Linked DNA regions of Sus scrofa: regions 1 and 2 are each linked to region 3. The links are chromatin contacts, called in public Hi-C and promoter capture Hi-C maps. All regions are on one chromosome and are shown on one strand. Each heading gives the region's core, a stretch centred on a gene start, on an enhancer-like site or on the middle of the called end of the contact. The rest is flanking DNA. Distances are from core to core; before and after follow the strand shown.

Region 1 (3,556 bases), core at 693-3,192, 600 kb before region 3:
AAATAGAAACGATTTGGTCACCGTTATTTCAGAGACATGAGACAATTTCTGTTTCTTAGTCCAAAACACACATCGAAATGAAAATGTTCTGGCCTTTCCAGTCAAGCACACCTTCCCTTTGCAAAAAGCCTGATCTCTATCCACCTTGTGCTAATTAAATTTTCGAGAACAACAATACAGATCCAGGTGTTTTATAAACAACAGCAAAAACAAAACAAAACAAAAAAAAAAAACACACTTCTTTCTTGCCCTGAAACTTAACTGTCACCTGGTTAGAAAGACAGAGAACCTCATGTATGAAGTCTTGCATCTCCACACTTGCCAACTTGGGTTATCAGGTGCAATTTGGTGGCTTCTTTCTTTCCTCCTGTCGGGGAAATGCCCTTTGGTTCAGGCACCTGAGGTGCAGCTTTTGATTCACAGTGAAGTCCACAGTTTCCTCCCAACCTGGCAACAGAAGGCTCCTCACTGCTGAGGAACTCTGGTAAAAGCAAAGGGAAACCTGACTCAGGAGTCTCAGCGCAGACACTCTCTTTCCTTCTCCAAAAGAAAGAGCCTTCAGCGATGATGAGTGAGGATCCTGAATCAGTTTATGGAGTTAATTTTTTTCACCAGAAAACAACTGTAGGACCTGGGCACACAAAATCTCCAAGCAAGAAATAGAAAGGGTTTGAAACCACAAATAAGCAAAAATCAGAATTCTACACTTCCACTTGTCAAAATACCCTTTAGCTCTCGACAGGCCATTGCTTTCCCTAAATACCAAACTTAGACACTCAATCAGGTTCTTCATCTATTGCTCTCTGCACTTCTTATTGAAAGGAAGGATTTGTTTTGGTCCCACATGTTGGAAAATTCATGTTCCTATAATTAAGAGTTTGTATGCCACGCCTTCTGCCACATTTCCCTGTAAAAACTCCCTTCTCTAAAAAGGATCCATGAAAACAACTACCAGCCCTCATCTTTCTCTCAAGCAATCCACAGAAGACAGATCCAAAGGTTCTCGGCAGCCTTCCTAACCCCTCCAGATCACAAAGTTGGCAAGCCATGGGATTCTCCGCTAAAATGTAAGAATGAAAACGAGTTGGCGTTGAAGTGTGCCCCCAAGAGACCGGTTTTCCCACAGGCTCAATGAATTTCCCACACCCCAAATGAATTCCTCAAATCTTGACTATGGAAAAGGATTTTTTATGTTATTATGTAAGAATATATAAACATAACAATGACAGTCTTTCATTTAAAGCAACGCATAATAGGCCACAGGAGAACCAAAAAAATACAAAACTTTTCTCCTCTCTCAAAGAGCATAATGTTTGAGTCCATATTTCATAAACTTTTAGTGACATTTTAAAAGAACACCCCTACACACACACACACACACACACACACACACACACACACACACACACACACACACCACTCCTCTGATCGGGGTTCTCAAGTATTATTAGAAGACTAGGGTGTGGGGGGTTTAAGGACACAGTCAAGATTTTACATGTCGAATTCCGGAGGTATTTTTCCCATACAAACTAGTTGAGAGCCCCAGTTGTTAAGCCCTACCGCACCCCGCAAAAAGTGTGGGTTCCCACTGGGAGAGAGGAGTGAGCTGGGAGAGAGGAGTGAGCTGGAAAAGGAAATCGAGTGGGGAAAAGGAGGAGCAGCTACAACCACACAACGGTGCCACTGCTTGCCGGTCCCCAAGAGAGGACAAACGCCCTTACCTGGGGGAGGAGAGCCGCCCGCACGAGTTGCAAAAGTTCTGGTTCACCTTCGCTCGGAGTTCAAAGCGCCGGCCCTCTGCCCCCACGGCAGTCTGGCCACTCCGAGTCCTCTCCCGGCCGGCTCCCGCCTTCCCCACCCTCTCGGCCCTACACCATGTCAGGAATCCGGGCAGGCACCGAGCTGGGAGCTGACATCACTCCCAGTTCCAGGTACCTCCCCTCCCTCGCGCCCGCCCGCCCGCCTCCCTCCCCGCAGAAATTAGCCAAAGAGAGGACGCCGGGGGGGCGTTGGCGCGCCCCCGCTCGCGCTGATTGGGCCCGCGGGCTGTCAGTCAGAGGAGCCCACTAATTTTACACATTCCTCGCTGAGCCCGGCAAGGGCTGGAAGTGGGTGTTGATGGAAAAAAAATGCTGCCTTTCCTGCTATCTCTAAGGGAGGGAGAATAATGGTACGAGGAAGATCCTTGCGGGTGGCGTTTTAAACTTTTCTTGGCGCATTTACCCTCTCCCAGGTCGGAAACGAAACTAACCCACCCAAGCCCCCTTTTGAAGGAAAAACAGTCGCCTCTGTGTCACGGGCAAGTCCGAGTCCGGCGGCGCGTGGAGCAGAAAATGGCTAGCTTGAAGTCAGGCAAATAAAGGAAAACGCCAGCTCCCTCTGCTAACCCTTTTATCTTGGGACGGCTGGGCGTTCCCTTAGACGGGAAATTTAGAACTTCAAAAGCACTTCGGGAAGATGTGAAGGAGAATCCTAGAAACCGCGACCCAGCTCTGGGTTGTTAACCGGGGGTGTTATCCACCATGCGGCGGCTTTTGCTTTTAGCGATGGAAACCCAGCACACGAGCTTCCAGGCAAATAAAATTGAACCTCTGAAGAACAATTACTATTTACCTTTTTAAAGATCTTAAGGCTGCTGTTTCCATGCACAATTGAAGGGGGATGGGGGTGGGGGAACCTCACAATTGAGTTCAGCAAGCCACAGGAGAATAATTACTGTTGAATGGAACCAATTGCAGTGGCTGAGGAATCAATTAAGAATTAACTAACGTTTACGCTGACAGCTATCAGGCAGTATAATACTCCCGGCCAACAAAACAGAAAGATTCCCAGGAAATGGGTCTTTCAGTTTGCCTAATAACTGCTTGCAAGGCAGGACTAAATGGTGAAAAGTGGCCCTCTTTACATGATATATAGATATATTATCCATCATCTTCTGGAATTACAATGAATGAATTATTGGTTTCCTGTTGGATTTTATTGTTTGTTTTTTTGATGGATGACACGTCATACATTTCACCATCCTGCCAAAAATTGTAGAAGGGAGGCAGAGAGTCCACCATTGTGTCTCACTTCAATCTTCACATCCATCCTGTAAAGTGAGTGTCATTAGCCTCATTTTAACCTAAAGGAATCCAAGGCTCAGCAAGCTTAGGTAAGTAAATTGCTCCAGAACACCCAGGACTGGGGTTGAAACCCAGGTTCATTTGACTCTGAAGCTATTTATTCTCTTTAAAGTAGTGATTGCCCACAGTCTACACTCACTCCAACACTATCATGCTAAAAAAAAAAAAAAAAAAAAAAAAAATCTGAAGACCCAGATAATGCTCACAGACCTGCTCTTTTACCATGATGCTGTTTGTCAAACCTACACAAATTCCAAGCTCCTGACTTGTATTTCTGAATCCATTTCCCTCCAACTCTAAGTCTTTCTATGCACCACTTTGAAAGGCATTTTCTAAAACAGTGTTTGGTTTTACTATCAACATCTTCCCCTCTAAATCAGGGCCCCCTCCCCTTCTCTGCCATTCCTAGTGGGACATTTAAAACTCCCTGA
Region 2 (3,148 bases), core at 92-2,591, 800 kb before region 3:
AGGGAGTTACTTCTTGACTATTTTATCTCACCCTATGCCACTACTTGCCCAATCCATCATTCTCAATACTCTGTTTTTCTTCATAGCACTAATTACTACCTCACACTGTACTGACATTGTTTACCTGTTTATAATCTGACTTGTCCCCAAAGAATGTAAACTTCCTGAGATGAAGTGCCGTACTGTATCCCAGTATCCAGAACACAGTAGGAGATTAATTATTTGCAGAATGAATAAAAGAATGAAAAATTAAAAAGTGTTAAGACCATGAAGAGCCACCATGATGAATTAAGGAATTTATCACTTATCTTCAAGCATATAAAACCATTTGTAGATTCTGAACACGGAGGTGACAAGTTTGCTTTTTGCACATTTCACTCTGGCTGTTCTGAGAATTCAATGCAGGAGAGTTAGAGCAGAAATAGAGACCAGCAAAGAAACTACTGTAGAAGTTAGAAGGTGGCTAAACTGGACAGTGAGTAGTATGAAGATCAGAAATATTATAGAAAGTAGCACGGATAGGACCTGGTGAATGTCTGGAGGCTCGCCCTGGACTGAGCTTTTACCGATTCTTGTGAGGCTCCTCCTTGGTGCCCTCCCCCCCACTCCATCAGTATATTCACTTCTATGACAGTACATCACACTGCATAGTACTTATAATCGACATACAACTAGAGCTTTCCATTAGATTCCTCCAAGGCAAGAACGGTATCAGGGAATCCCTAAAGTTTATTTTAAATGCAGGTCGCCTCAATAACGCCTACTGAATGAAGGTCACCCAATCTGGTGGCATGGCTACATGGAATTCAGAGCAGAACTTTTTCTAGGACACCTGTACGCTTCTCTTAAATTTCAGAAAAATCCGTGATTCAAAACTGCCTACCAACATTACCGAGAACCAGAGACCGGTACCGGGTGGCCCTGGGCAGGAGCACTAGAAAGCGCAGGAGGAAGGGAGCAAGCTCGCGGCGCTCGGGAGGACCCTGCCACAGACACCGGCTGCTAGGAACCAGGAGACACTCCGTGTACAGGGCGGACCCACTTCAGAGACTTTACTACCAGGGGGACTCAGGCTGGCAGAGGACGCACCGGCTTCCCCGGGGACGGCGGGTGCTCAGCCATCGCGGCAGCCACCATAGGCCCGTATTCCGCCCTCCCACCGCCGCCAAAGCCCGGAGGCCACGGGGCAGACACTCACGCAGGGCTGGTCTCGGAGAGCGTGTTGCCGGAGACATAGCCGTAGAAAAGGCACGAAAGGTACCGGCCCGTGACTTCAGGATCAGCCATGCAGGGAGCGAGGTGGCCGCCATGTCTGCGCAGACGGCAAGCGGCAGGGGACAAGCGCGCAACGAATCAACGGGCGGGCCTGAGGCCCTACTGCGCAGGCTCACGTGTCTTGCTCGGCCCCCCCGGGAGCAAGAAACAGTAATCATGTGGGTCCGCGATATCACAGCCGTGGGAGCAGGAGTCAGTTACACAAGAAACTGCCCTTAAATAGAAAAAAGCAGTAGTAAGAAAACGAAAAGGTGAAAAATAGAAGTAGAGGTTCTCGCTGTGGCGCAAAAGGATCAGCGGCATCTTGGGAGCGCTGGGACGCAAATTCGATCTCCTGCGGGGACAGTGAGTTAAGGATTCTGCGTTGCCTCAGCTGCAGCTTAAGCCGCCTTGCGGCTTGGATCTGATCCCTACTAGGGAACTCCATATGCCAGGAGGCGGCCAAAAAAGAAAAAATAAAAAGCGAAAAAAACAGGGAAGCTATCAGTCCAAAGACAATTGTAAATAAGGAGCATAAGGGATGGCTGAAATGTGGCTTATACAGGCCAGATGAGGGCGAACCTCAGATGGCCTAGAAATCAGTTCTAAGGCCCTGCTACTTTGCAGTTGCTGCTTTTCTGCACTTTCTTGAGTGGAAGGAAGTCTTCAGCTAGTGCAAGTGATTATGCCTTGAGAAGAAAGGCAGTATCCGATAATAATTAAAAGGATGACCTCTTGAGCCAGACTAGCACTTGAGTTGAAAACTTGACTTCACCATCTTTCGAATGTGTCGTCCTAATCAGTCAAAGGTCTGGGTACAATACTGGCATATAGTGAGCACAGGTTATAACTGTTGTCAATGATTTGGTTAGTTTGTTTGTAGATCAGGTTAGAATTGCAAAAAGGCAGAACTCATCAGGACCTAGAAAATAATGGATATACTTTAAGGAGCTCTTTTCTTTTCTACCCTAGGATATATTAACATACACCACTTAATAAAGATTATCTTCTATTTTTTTGATAGATATGTGTAATATTCAAAGTACAAAATTGTAATAACAAGAACTGGGAGCAAACAAAATTCACTCTTGGTAAGCATACCAAGTAGAGCATAGGTGTGCAGGTGTCCCAGAGTGTTCTACCTGTGAATATTGTGTGCCATGGGCATCAGTGTGTGGCATGATAAGGACAAGTATTTGAAGTAATTGCCATCCTCATCTTTTCTGGCCTCTTACCAGCCTATTATTGCTCCAAATAAGAAATATGGTCTGTTAGGTGTATTTGTTTCCTTGAGCTGCTGTAACAAAATACCAGAAGCTGGGTGACTTAAAAACAACAACAGTTTATTCTCTCACAGTTCTAGAAGCCAGAAATCCGAAATCCAGATGTTTGCAAGGGATGGTTCCTTCTGGACGTTCTGAAGGAAGCCCTGTGCCTCTCTTCTAGTCTTGGATGGTTTGCAGGCATCTTTGGGGCATTCTTTGACTTATAGACACATCAATACTTTGGGGCATTCAAAGAATTTGGGACATTCTTTGACTTATAGACAGATCATATAACCAAGCAGAACCCTGTGAAGCCTTCCCAGAGTGGATCCCGACTCATGTCCTCTACCTGCCTTTTTGTCTACAGAAAAACTTTAGCCAAAGAATCGGTTTAATCAAAGAAGTGGAAAAATACAGAGAAAAAGGAAAACAAGCAAGACAATAGTAATAGTTTAGCCATTCGACAAGGTCGAGGACCTTTATTTAGTTTTTCTTCAAGAACTGTAGATAATATTCTGAACCATGTCCTTGGAGCTGTTTTGCAGGTGCTAAAGCCCCCAGTGGGTGGAAGAAGTCACCTGTATGCTGCCCACAAGCATGTAGACCCAGACCAGTTGGAACCGGAAGGT
Region 3 (3,212 bases), core at 185-2,684:
TCTGTTAGAGAAAGATAAGACATGATTCCAGCTCAAGCGCAAACGGGCACAAGAGACAGATACTTGAACAAATAATGTCTCACACAATCTAAAAAACACTGCAAAAGGACTATTTTAAGTGCTTTGGGAGCACGGTGGTACTATCAGTGTCACCTGGAGGAATCTGAGAAGTCTATGAATTGGATCTTGATAGGTGCTTTTTAAAAAAAGGAAGAGTAAGCATTAAAGGCAGATGATGCAGCATATACAAAGGCTTGTGAAAGCGTTGGAGAAACAGCCAGTAGTCTGGCATGACAGGATACTGAGGTATTTGGAGGCGAGGCAAAAAAAGACGGAAAAGGTAAAGTGGATTAGGACACACAGTAAAAGGTCCTAAGTGATATACTTAACAATTTGGTCAGCAATATCGATACTAAAAAGGTGTAAAGAAAGGGTTGATATAAACAGATTTTGTATTTCAGAATGGCAGGGAAGGATGACGGTAGGGAAATCAGTTGGGGGTGGGCAATGATTCTGGTCAAAGAAGAAATACCATAGTGCAGTGAAAGTGGAAATAAGCCAAGGATGAGCCTTAGGTTCCTAATCTGGACAGCAGGATGGATACAGGTATACCATCATTTGAGATGAGATACAGAAGAAAGGCAGGAAGAAAACCAGGAAAAGATAGGATTCTTTGGAGGGCAGCTTCAAGGCAGTATGATTATCCAGGAAGAGAACTAGGAAAAGAGCAATACTTCTTGGAGGGCGGTTTCAAGAAAGAAGTAATGATTAACCAAGTCATCTTCTGCAAAGGGGTAAACTGAAAACTGAAAAGGACGCCTCTTCCATCCCTGCCGACCACCCCCACCCCGCCTCGCAAATGCTGAGCTCCCAGGTGGGTTAGGCAGGAAGAAAACAGAGACGAAAGGTGTGTCCACAAGATTTGGGCCAAGGGTTTCCATCAAACTTTCCGTACCTCAGCTCCGGAAAGACGGTCTCAGAGCTGAGAACAGAGAGGAACTACCGCGCCCAGGCACGGGCAGCCGGTGGTTCAAGAGGTGGGGCAAAGAGCACCGTCAGGGGAAGGAAGCTTCCGACTCTCTTAAACCCGCTCTGGTCCCTGGACTGATTCCACTTACTCTGATCTCAATCCCTCGCAGCCGTCAGCTGTGGCGACTAGGACTCAAAGCCTCTGCCAACGGGGACCTATGCACCCAAGGGAAGAGACTCCTCTCGCTTGTTCAGCTTCTTCAATAGCAGACGCAGACCCCAGCAGAGGTAGTGTTGGGGCAGATGGGAGGGTCATAGGTGATCAGTCCCATTACTGGTCAGGGTAAAAACCTCCGCTCACCGCCTCCGACCTGCGCTCTCAGAGCGCCTCAACCTCGCGAGACTTCCTCCCTCGCGTTACCGTGGGGGCAGAACCCGGCGATTTACTTGAGGCCTCTAGCTGACATGCGCAAGAGGTAGGGGCGGGGCACTTATACGTCCCTCCCCACTGATCCACATTCTGGCTTTTGCTCGGCCTCTCGCTAAGTCTCGCGAATTTTGCTTGGGGAAATCGGCCTGGGTTGGAGAGACTGAGAAGGGAGACCTGGTGGGAGGGCCTTACGCTTAGGGGACCGTGGCTGCTTTAGCTGGTGCTGTGGTTGGTACTTCGCTGTGGGGAGGTTCTCAGGTCGCCCGGATCAATCTTCCCAATGGGTGACTGGGAAAATTAGCGGATAGAAAATCCTGATGGTTGGAGGCATTCTTTTCCCCTTGGCTCCGCCCTCTTCCTGTTAGAGACCTTAGTGTCTGGCCCACCGAGGGGGAAGGGCAGCTTGGCGGGGCTGTCAAGGGCGCTTTGCGCACGCGCCAGTCCGAGTGTGTGAGTGTTTGTGTTCACGCGCAGGCGCGCGCGCGCTCCTGCATTTAGGAAGCCTGGGAAGGACCGGTGTGCTAGGAGATGAGCGGGGAAAACCTAGTCCCCGGTCTTTGGTACCAGACATTCCTGACTGTGCGCTGACCCTCCCCACCCAGCCAGCAGCCTTTTCCAGAGAGGCTGTGGTTCTTAGCCTCTGTTCGTTTTCACTGCAAGACCAGGCACGAAAGTAAGCGAACCTCGATCCTGAGATCTTCCCTATCCACTCACCTTGTACTTTCCACCCCCCACCCTCTGGCAGAGTGTGTCTAGGTTTCTCAAAGAAGAGTTTTGCATGAAGGGGAAATGCGTTTGAAAGCGGCCGGGCTGTAAAAAATCGGTTCGTTTTGATGAACACTTTTGCTCTGTTTACCATGTGCTTTTCGAATGTGAATTGTCTATTCGGTATAAGATTGTATTAGCGAAGCAAGGGAGTTTTTGTAAGAAAGTTTTAAAAGTTCTTTCTCCCATCAGTGTGATAATAGCACATAAGTTTTTCTGTTCTACATGATAAATTACTGTGGTGTTTCTAAAGCTAATGGGGAGAGTGTGAATTTGAGGTCCTTATCCTAATGCGAAAATCTAATAATGCAGTTATCCTAGGAAATGTTTATGTTTGGGGCTTCCCTTTTGTTGTCACTCCTCTTTCCAGTTTCCAAACCTTTTTTCAGAAGTCTTGAGATTTTTTTTGGAGGGAAGCCCAAAAATGCTGACCTGGGTTGGTTTGCAGGTTTTTATGTGATTGATGTCAACTCACAAGGATCATCAAAAGTGTATTTGAAGAGTATTTGTCGCTATTATGTGTTATGTAAGGGAAACAAGTACGATTATTTGTAGAAATGTTTTCTTCTGACAAATTTAAGTTCATTCCAAAAGCAAAAATATATATATACATGGGTTGTAATCTTGCCTGTGACAGGTTAATATGGTGTAGTTCATCCCTTGAATTGATAGTTACTCTATGGTCATGACCTCATTAAATTTGTCCTTTGTTGGATAAATTCCTTTGAATACTGATTGTTCATGTCCCCTACCAAATCTTCTTGAGGAAAAGACACATTCATTAGAAATAATTTAAGATAGTAAATGTTATGTATGTTTGGCTAATGTATTTTATCCCTTACAGGTTAAAACAAAATGAAGATTTTTTCTGAATCCCATAAAACAGTATTTGTTGTGGATCACTGCCCTTACATGGCAGAATCATGCAGACAGCATGTGGAGTTTGATATGCTGGTGAAGAATAGGACCCAAGGAATCATCCCTTTGGCCCCCATATCTAAATCATTATGGACTTGCTCAGTAGAATCTTCCATGGAATATTGTAGAA

What was found. Promoter capture Hi-C pulls out the DNA fragments that hold promoters and counts their contacts. Hi-C and Micro-C count contacts between places; a contact is called where the count stands out from the background.
Region 1: a contact with region 3 is called in a promoter capture Hi-C map of liver, with 2.4 times the contacts expected there. The contact joins the promoter of PPFIBP1 here to the promoter of FGFR1OP2 in region 3. A contact is called at or near these places in 1 of 5 promoter capture datasets (liver) and 1 of 47 Hi-C or Micro-C datasets (liver).
Region 2: a contact with region 3 is called in a Hi-C map of liver, with 7 times the contacts expected there. The contact joins the promoter of MRPS35 here to the promoter of FGFR1OP2 in region 3. A contact is called at or near these places in 1 of 5 promoter capture datasets (liver) and 3 of 47 Hi-C or Micro-C datasets (heart right ventricle, liver and skeletal muscle).

What each region holds. Positions count from the first base shown.
Region 1 is chr5:46,220,952-46,224,507 of Sscrofa11.1, forward strand. It overlaps PPFIBP1 (liprin-beta-1), which reads right to left and starts at 1,943. Exons shown (of 28, transcript XM_021092144.1): 1 at 1,722-1,943.
Region 2 is chr5:46,021,662-46,024,809 of Sscrofa11.1, forward strand. MRPS35 (mitochondrial ribosomal protein S35) reads right to left here and starts at 1,342. Exons shown (of 8, transcript NM_001244927.1): 1 at 1,199-1,342. The coding sequence starts at 1,310.
Region 3 is chr5:46,822,628-46,825,839 of Sscrofa11.1, forward strand. FGFR1OP2 (FGFR1 oncogene partner 2) reads right to left here and starts at 1,435. Exons shown (of 6, transcript XM_005664032.3): 1 at 1,119-1,435. INTS13 (integrator complex subunit 13) reads left to right here and starts at 1,883. Exons shown (of 17, transcript NM_001243595.1): 1 at 1,883-2,072; 2 at 3,009-3,212. The coding sequence starts at 3,020.